2 separate regions of the Mus musculus genome follow, and region 2 is linked to region 1. A link is a contact called in public HiChIP or PLAC-seq data. All regions are on one chromosome and are shown on one strand. Each heading gives the region's core, a stretch centred on a gene start, on an enhancer-like site or on the middle of the called end of the contact. The rest is flanking DNA. Distances are from core to core; before and after follow the strand shown. Region 1 holds the start of Tmem17 (transmembrane protein 17). Region 2 holds the start of Usp34 (ubiquitin specific peptidase 34).

Region 1 (4,743 bases), core at 817-3,316:
GAAAAATTCATGGTCTCTAGAAGCAAATTAAGTTTTAAGAGCAAGGCTGACTATTGTGGTCTGCTTTTTCTTGCTTTGACTTCTTAAATTATCCCAAATATAGGAATGATTTTTTTTTTTCCAAGTCGGGGTTCTTTGTAAAGGCCTGGCTCTCCTGGAACTTGATCTGAAGACCAGGCTGGCCTCGGCCCCTGCGTGCTGGGAGTACAGGCATGCACTACTACCTCTGGGCTAGGAATTTTTAAAATTTGTTAGCGCTAAGGAAAATCCACTAGGATTTTTTTCATTATTATTATTTTACTTTGGGCAACAGTACAATTCTTGATCCATTGTGGGTGTGATCTTACAGTCAGATTCGCCAAGAAGAAAACAGGAAAGTAATTACACACTAGCTAAGCTGATACTTTTAGAACCTTTAGAGCAGAAACTGTAGTCTTTTTTTTTTTTTTTTGCAAAGAGACTGAAGCAGGAATATTTCAAGATCAAAGCCAGTCTGGACTACTTAGAAAATTTCAGGATAGCCCAGGTACTTCTTGATTGCATTGTAACCAAATAAATTTTGTTGTTGTTTGTTTTAAAGGCTATGGGGATATAGCTTGAGAAGAGTGGCTGTTTAGAATGTCAGGGTTTTGATTTTATGTAGGCTCATGTCCATACTTCAACACATCAAATTTATACAATTGAAAAATCAGACCAAATGAAGAGGAACCACAAGGCACAAGGTGTGAGTTCATTAAATTTTACAAAAGTTCCAGTTAAGTTCTGTAATGAGATAAAATTTAAGTATTATATAATTGGTCAGACAAATTTTTCTGACCAATTAATTGCCTGTCTTGGCAGAGACAGTGAACTTAAACAGCTTTTCTCACGTTTGAATGTCTGGGAAAACAATATTTTCTGACACGTAAGAACCATAAGAAATTACAGGGCTGATGTCTTTACCTAGTTCTATTGCTGTCCACACCATCACGACTATCTAGGCTGCTGAGGCTCTAAAGAACTTCAGAACAAATGTCACCCCCGCCCCCCCCACACACACTTTTTTTCCCAGAGACTTTGTATTATTCGATTTTAGTGCCCCGTACGGCTCACACTTTGAATCGGAAACACGAAATCCTAATTTTACAGGCTTTTCTCCATATAGCGTAAATTACACGAATGACCAAGGTGACAACATGCAATGATGGCAAGTGGTTTGCTTTTCAATGCCCTATTTAAGAAATAAAAATAAAAATAAGAAAGCCCAAACCAAGCCATCGAAAGGATTTCCAATTCCTTGATTTCAAAGGAGACAACCATGTATGCTGTCCTCCTGATTGAGGAGGCAGAAGCTGGAGTTAACTCGTTGGTATTTCGTTTTTAGATTTCGGGAGGAGAGTTTTTTATACAGGGAGAAAGAAGGAACAGGCAGAGGAAGGCCTTGTCGGTTTGGCAGCAGCCGGTCTTGCTCTGCTAGGAGGGGTTTGGACACAGCCCGGTTTTGTGTGAGCCGGCGGCTGTCACGCTGGGGACTCAGCGGGGACCCGCGTGGGGAAGAAGGCGTTCCTGATCCGCATCCTGATCCGCTCGGCGACCGCGCCACCGGGTGCAGTAGCTGCGGCGGCGGAAGCGCGTGGTCTCCCGGGTCCGCCGCAGGGCCGTGGTTTCTCCCGGGGCACAGAGCCCTGGCTGAAGCCGGAGCAGCCATCTTTCACCCGGGCACGGCCTGTGCGGCCTCCCGCCCGCGAGCCACACCCCCGCGTGGGCCTGCGCCCTCGCCACTCACCGGCCGCATCACTGGACTCTGGCCCGGTGCGGCTGGAGTCGCCGAACACGGTGAGGCTGAGGTTGCTCAGGCGCTGGCGAACAGGGTCCGGCAGCTCCATGCCTGGCCTGCCCGCTGGCCTCTCACACACCCGCTAGTCGGCGGGCACAGCGGCGCGTGGCGGTTCCCTTGGCAACCGGGCAGTGCGGGGCCCCTAGGGACCTGGTACCTGGGCTTCCCCGAACGCTACAGAATCCTCCAGAGGCTTCCCCTTGGAGAGGCGAGCCAGGGCCACGGGCCCGCAGCCTAACGTGGCCTAGTGCTGCTGAAAATGGCGGGTTCCTCCGTCTTGCTTTAAAGCCGCGTCGTCTTAAGATGATCACAAGTAATAAGCCATTCGGACCTGGGCTGAGCCACAAGGAGCTCTCACACCATAGCAATTCCTCTGCAAAATTGGTGCACCATTTCTTGAGGGAAATGGAAAACGAACATAGATATTTTAAAAAAATGCCCTTGACATTCTTTTTATTATTATTAGATATTTTCTTTATATACATTTCAAATGCTATCCCGAAAGTTCCCTATACCCTCCCTCTGCCCTCCTCCCCTACCCACCCACTCCCACTTCTTGGCCCTGACATTCCTCTGTACTGGGGCATATAAAGTTTGCAGTACCAAGGGGCCTCTCTTCCCAATGATGGCCAACTAGGCCATCTTCTGCTACATATGCAGCTAGAGACATGAGCTCTGGGGGTACTGGTTAGTTCATATTGTTGTTCCACCTATAGGGTTGCAGACCCCTTCAGCTCCTTGGGTGCTTTCTCTGGCTTCTCCATTGGGGGCCCTGTGTTCCATTTTATAGATGACTGTGAACATCCACTTCTGTATTTGCCAGGCACTGGCATAGACTCATATGAGACAGCTATGACAGGGTCCCTTCAGCAAAATCTTGCTGGCATATGCAATAATGTCTGGGTTTGGTGGCTGATTATGGGATGGATCTCTGGGTGGGGTATTCTCTGGAAAGTCCATCCTTTCGTCTTAGCTCCAAACTTTGTCTCTGTAACTCCTTTCATGGGTATTTTGTTCCCTATTAGAAGGAGGAATGAAGTATCCACCCATTGGTCTTCCCTCTTCTTGATTTTCTTGTGTTTTGCAAATTGTATCTTGGGTGTTCTATGTTTCTGGGCTGATATCCACTTATCAGTGAGTGCATATCTAATGACTTCTTTTGTGATTGGGTTACCTCACTAAGGATGTTCCTCAGAAAATTGCCCTTGACATTCTTAAGAGGGTGGATGAGCCAAGCATACCTGCTTCAGAAGACAGGGAAATAACTTAAAAGTATTGAAAGCAGTTGTTTCTGGAATATAGGTGATTTTAAAACTAAAAATATCAGCCTTTCCCTGCTTTCTCTTAAGACATATCATTTTAGCATTTAGAAGGCAGAGACAGGAGATCTCCAGTTTAAGGTTAGCCTGGGATACATTGCAAAATCCTCAAAAACCAAAACAAACCATTAGGTGTAATAGACATAAAGAAAAGCACAGTCGGATGTATTAGGTCCCAGGTCAGTCAACAGTATCATCATCTCCAGGAGCTACCCTTTCTCAGTTGCTTGTGAAGCAGTGGCCTGTTTTATACTTTATAGTAGACTGATTGCACATTCAAGTTTAAAAAGAAAATCTGACTTTGCTGTCAACATTTTTTATGAATTTTCTTTCATGTTGATAAGTTCCTGTGTAATTTCTACTTAGGAGCAGTTATGACAAGTGCCACTCTTGGTGAAAATGCTTGTTGATGAACATACATGTTTATGTTGAGTATAACATACACATTTATGTAGAGTGTAACCTACATGTTTATGTTGAAACATACATGTTTATGCCAGTGTAACATGTTTATGTCGAATGTGTCCGGGGAAGTGCTGAGGCAAGTGGTATGTAAGACCAATTTTATTGGGATCTGCCAAGGCTTTCTCAAAGAGGTTTCAGCAAACTCTCCAGCTATATTCGAACATTCCTGTCACTCTGTGAGCTTTACCAAGACTTATATTCCACTCTTCCCTTTTAATCTTTCTGGTAAAGGGTTCTGGGCCTAGAGATATCTCAGTGGTTGCCAACACTCATTGATCTTGCAGAGGACCCAAGTTCATTTCCCTTTACCCACATGGTGACTCACAACCATCTCTAACTCCATCAGAAATCTCTTTCTGATCTCCAAGGGCATCGAACACACAAGTGGTGTACAAACAAAACTTCAGGCTAAATTCGTGTAAAATGAATAAATCCAATTTTAAAAGTCAAGATCATGGCAAGCAGTAACATTTTACAATTCTTTTCATAAAATATAGTTCTTGTTCTGAAGGGAGTAAGAAAGAATCTATTCTGAGCTAACTATGAGTGCCTGTAGCCTGGTAACGTGGATTCAGGTCATCCTAATAATGTTTGTACTATTAGAGAATGCAAGATAGCCATAATGCATCTACTAAATACATTACTGGCGATGTTGGGTAGGCAGGTCATAGCAAAGCAGGGACATCTCTGCCACAGGCCTCACATGCTGGGAGTTTCCAGAGTATGTGTTGTGCATTGGGTTCATTGCTATTTGTGTCGATTCAGCTCCCAAAATGTCTGTGCTGAGGCTCCCTGCCCCAACTTGGCTCTGATTAGGAAATAAAGTTGCCATCGGCCAATGACTGGGCAGGGAGACAGAACTTTAGATTTCCCAGGCAAGGAAGCAGGAGAGAGAAGGGCTTTTAGAATCGTCATGGTAGGAAACCGGGAGAAATCAGACTTGAGGGAGCAGGAGACAAAGCATCCAGCCATGTAAGAGTCAGGGAAGCAGCCCTAGGGCCACTTCCCCAATTGGGTCTGGGAATAGGAGAGATGAAATACAGATTTCAGAAAACAATAATTTAGGAATATCAGAGGGGAGAGTATGCTAGTCACAGAAAGGTTTGGAAATGCCCAGCCATTGTGCTGTTTAAGGCATATTAA
Region 2 (4,781 bases), core at 671-3,170, 790 kb before region 1:
AACACTGACTGACACAATTTCAAGACAATCATAACACCTTTTTATTACTAACTTACATGCATGTGTGTGAGAATGTGGGGACCCTGGAGTAAACCCACTCCCCTGAGAGATGTCACCAGCCCTTAAAAAGAGTATCTATCTATACCATGCAAAGGTCATCTCTTCTCAAGTAAATTTTCTTTAGATACTATGTTTACAACATTCCTAGTTAGGCTTAAAATGTTTTAAATCACACCCTAAGGGGGCTGGAGAGATGGCTCAGTGTAGTTAAGAGCACTTGCTGCTCTTCCAGAGGACCTGGGTTCAGTTCTCAGCACCTACATGGGGCAGCTCACATCTGGGGCAGCTCACATCTGCTGCAACTCCAGCTCCAGGGGACCTGATGCTTACTTGGGCAGCTGCACTCACAGGAATATATCTGTAAACAGACACACACATACCTACAGAATCTTTAAATCACTTCTCCCAAACTATTTTTCCTAAAGTATACTAAACAATTAAGTACTTTCAAGTTGGAGAACAGAGAGTCACAATCATCAATGTATTTCTAAGATACAAAATGTTTTACTGAAATAAGTACTAAGGAACTATGTTTACCATATCACTTCTACCAAGAATGAAATTTATGTCAAAATAGGAATAACCTTATAAAATACTAGGAAAATGTAGGATGACACAGATATGGGAAAATGTAGTTTGAATATATACAAAACACCTACTTTAATCTGTCAGGAACTAAATACATAGCTGAAAATAAATTATAAACCTTTTAGCCATTAAAGTGAAACTCAAGCACATAATAAAGTAAAAATTAAGCAACCAAAAGGGAATTACAATCTACAAATAGACTTTTTAAATGAATGAATTAAAAGGAATAAGTAGTTTCGAAATCTGTCAAAATATCACACTGAATATAAATTCCAATACCTCAAATGAATATTTGTCACAAATCAAGTTTGTGTAAATTATCTTTTCATCTAAACCACCTCTGGGCCCACAAGTGGCTGACGTGCAATATTCCCTGTTTCTTAAGCAGAAATGCAATCTTGCAAGGCCAAAAATAAAATATGTAATACAATAATAAAGAATAAGGAGTAAGGCCTCTCATTTTCAGAGACAGACCATGACTAACTCGGGGTGGTTGTCGTTGGTAGAGATCTCCTTATAATAGACTTTACTACTTAAACGACGAATGGTACTAAAGAAATACTATCACCTTTATTTTTAATTAAGGTAAGACGGTTCCAATCATCACTATTGCAGTTCAATTTCTGCTATTTAAGGGCTGGCAGATGGATTGAATACACCCACACACCCTCAAGGGATGGAAAAATCACCACCCTTCTCCCACGGACTTTAACGAAAATTAGCAGGTAAGCGAGGCCTCCCCAGCACGCTGGAAATCAAAGAGGGCGGCCCTGAGGCTCGGACTGCAGAGCAAAGCCTAGTCCTCCGACCCCACCTCCCCACACCTTCCTCGAAGGGGGAAAGGGGCGGAAGGGCTCATTAGTGCCTTCATTAATTGACACCTGTAATGAGGAAACTTTCCGAGACCGCCCAAGCCGGACCCGGCCGGGGCTGCGCCGCGGCCTCTCGGGCGCCCAGGTAACCCGGCGGCCTGGGCCCGAGGCGCCGCGACGGCCGCCGCCACCACGCACCTTCCCGGGCACACAGGCCCGTACGCCGGGCCGGCCCGGTCGCCGCAGCCCGCAGGCCGGGAAGGCAGGCAAGGCGGGAGAGCACAGCCCAGGGACCCCCAAACCGTGCACCCCGACGGGTCCCCTACCCGGCGACTTACTTTCATTTAACACCTCCACCAGGTCTGCGCAGTTCTCGCACATCGTTCGGCCGCCGCCCCCCCCTCCCCCGCTTAGGATCGCGCTGACTGATCCCGACCGGCGGGGGGGAGGGGACGGAGGCAGGGGAGGGGGCCGGCCTGCCGGCGGGGCGGGGAAGCGACGAGGGCGGGCGGCGGCGGCGAGGACGGGGCGGGGAGCCGCGGGTGGGGGAGGGGGCCGGCGGGCCCGGGAGCGGGAGCGGGCGGGGGCGAGGAGGGGGGCGAGGGGAGCGCAGGCCTCAGGGGCGCCTAGGCGCCGGCGGCGGGGGAAGGGGGAAGGACGGGGGAGGGGAGAGGGAGGGGTGGGTGGGGAGAGAAGCAGCAGAGTCACTTCACCACCGACCAGACGCCGCGGCCACCGCCGCCGCCGCCGCCATTTTAATGGAGCGCTCGGGCTGCGCTCGGCTCTTTCCGCCCAGGCGAAGGAGCCGAAGAGAGGCGCCTCGCGCACTCATTCCTCCGCCCTCCTCGCTGCCCCCGCCCTCCGCCTCTCTCCGCACACACGCCGCACGCCCTGCCGGAGCCGCTGGCCGCCCTCCCTTTCCTCTTCCGTCCGGCCTCCCCGCCCTCGGTCCACCCCCTGTGCGCGCTCGCCCTCCCCGCCCAGCCGGATCTCTGTCAGCGGCCGGAAGGGGAGCGCGCCGCCCGCCGCCGCGGGGGGAGGCGGGTGAGTGGAAGATGGCGGAGGCTGCGGGCGGGTCGCGGGTACGCGGCCTCTCCCGCCCCTACGGGCTCCGCGCTCCGGGAGACTCGGCCGGAGCCGCGACGGATGGCCCGCCCCGTCCCCTGCCGCGGCGCGGCGCCTCCTGATCTCCCGCACCCCCGAGGGGAAGCGGTGAAGTTTGCCTGTCCTTCGGGTACTTTGAGGGTGGAGACGGCCGCGGGTCAGCAGATGCTGGCAACGCCGCGGCTCGCTCCCCACCTGGCTTCGGGAGAATGGAACAGCCCAGGGCGCGTCTTAACCTGAATCCCTGTTTATCTCAGCCGTGCGGTTCTGTGAGGCTCATGGATCCTCAGCAGTGAAACACCTTGACAGGACTAGAAATGGCGCGGTTGAGAAACCGTGACACCTCGTTTTTACGCACGAGGTCTTACAACGTGTGTGTCTACCCATTCATTCTTCATCGGAAACGCTCTATTAGGCTTTTTCATCAGAGAGAGACAGCGAGAGCTAGTACCGTGAGGAACGAAGCCTGGCGTGATGGTTTACGACAGTACTTCCTAAATGCAGGCAGGAGGGTTGCTCCGAGTTCGAAGGCAGCCTGAGCGACTTTTATAACCCCATTTGCCCAGTGCCAAAAGAAATGGAGCCAGGAGTGGAAAACAAGTGAAAGGGACACCCAACTTAAGTTTGGTATTGCATTAAGAACTAGAAGCTCGGGCTGGTGAGATGGCTCAGTGGGTAAGAGCACCCGACTGCTCTTTCGAAGGTCCGAAGTTCAAATCCCAGCAACCACATGGTGGCTCACAACCACCCGTAATGAGATCTGATGCCCTCTTCTGGTGCGTCTGAAGACAGCTACAGTGTACTTACATATATAATAAATAAATAAATCTTAAAAAAAAAAAAAAAAAAAAAAAAGAACTAGAAGCTCAGAAAGATGGCTCAGCAATAAGAGCACTTGAAACTCTTGCGGAGGATCCAGATTCAATTCCCAGCACCCACATGGTGCTCATAACCATCTATATCCTGTTCCAGGGCATTCGAATCCCTCTTCAGACTTCTGCGGTCACCGTCCACACTCCTAGCACACACACACACATACATACATACATACATACATACATACATACATTAAGGCAAAAAAAAAAAGAGTAATTTTTTAAACAATTTTTACAGGACAACTTAGTGTTAGTTTTTACCTTCACTAATTTCTGTTTCTAAGATACTTCCACAGGGATATGACAACAAAGTCTGAAAGGTCATGTGCATGACCCCAAACCAAAACTTGAGCACATGTTAATGAGGGCCCCGGTATTAATCTTCTACGATGTCTTGTCAAGGTGTGTCACACTTTTTCTGTGCACTAGAACTGCTTCTAACTTCATGCTGTTTTTGCACGGCGCTATAAAGTTTCACTCCAACCTATTCCTGTTATTTCCTATGAGCTTTGTGAGTTGTGTAGCTGTTTTCCCTTCATCCTTCTCCCATCCTCTCCCCACTTAGAGTCTTCCTATCAATGATTATTGACTCAGCAGACATCACCTTCAGGCTAACCTTTGTCAGCCCTCTTAACAATCTTTTTTTTTTTCTCCCAGTACATCCCAGGTTTTTTGAAATGCCATCAATGAACCTTGATTTGAAAAAGACCCACTATCTAAGAAATATTTTTAAGTTGTTTTAAACTAAGTCTTGGTAACCTGGTATTTCTAGGGTTGTTCTATGCCTGAAACATAATTTAAATATGGAAATTAATTGAAAATATAAAGGCTTTTTTTTAGTATTGGTGTAGTACTTTTTTGAGATGCACTTTTGCTTTGTTAGCCCATGCTGACATAGAATTCAAATTCCTCATGCTTCTGCCTTCTAGGGACTGGAATTACAAGCAGGTGTCACTATATACAGCTATACTTTACCCACAAACCCCTGAACATTGAAGTTACAAATAGGATAAAAGCTAACCTTAAAATTGATATACAGGGTAATAAAATCTGGGCCACTAACTAGGCAGAGGTGGTACACACTTTAATCCTAGCACTCAGGAGCCAGAGGTAGACAGATTTCTAAGCTCAAGGACAGCCTGGTCTAGAGAATGAGTTCCAGAACAACCCGGCTACATGAGGAAATCCTATCTTGGAAATAAATAAATAAGTAAATCTGTGTCTCTTCTGCTTTGTTTGACCAAGTGTCTAACCTTAGACTGCTTATGTGAAAAAAATAAAACTTTCTGACCAGTCTGGTAGCACATGCTTATGTGACACAAATAAATGCATACACGCTATA

What was found. HiChIP or PLAC-seq counts read pairs in DNA pulled down with a chosen protein or histone mark.
Region 2: a FOXA1 HiChIP or PLAC-seq map of pancreatic cancer cells shows a contact between it and region 1. The contact joins the promoter of Usp34 here to the promoter of Tmem17 in region 1. A contact is called at or near these places in 2 of 115 datasets of contacts at active chromatin or transcription factors (astrocytes and pancreatic cancer cells).

Annotation. Positions count from the first base shown.
Region 1 is chr11:22,509,606-22,514,348 of GRCm38.p6, reverse strand. It overlaps Tmem17 (transmembrane protein 17), which reads right to left and starts at 2,066. Exons shown (of 4, transcript NM_153596.3): 1 at 1,766-2,066. The coding sequence starts at 1,865.
Region 2 is chr11:23,304,034-23,308,814 of GRCm38.p6, reverse strand. It overlaps Usp34 (ubiquitin specific peptidase 34), which reads right to left and starts at 1,920. Exons shown (of 80, transcript NM_001190401.2): 1 at 1,799-1,920. The coding sequence starts at 1,841.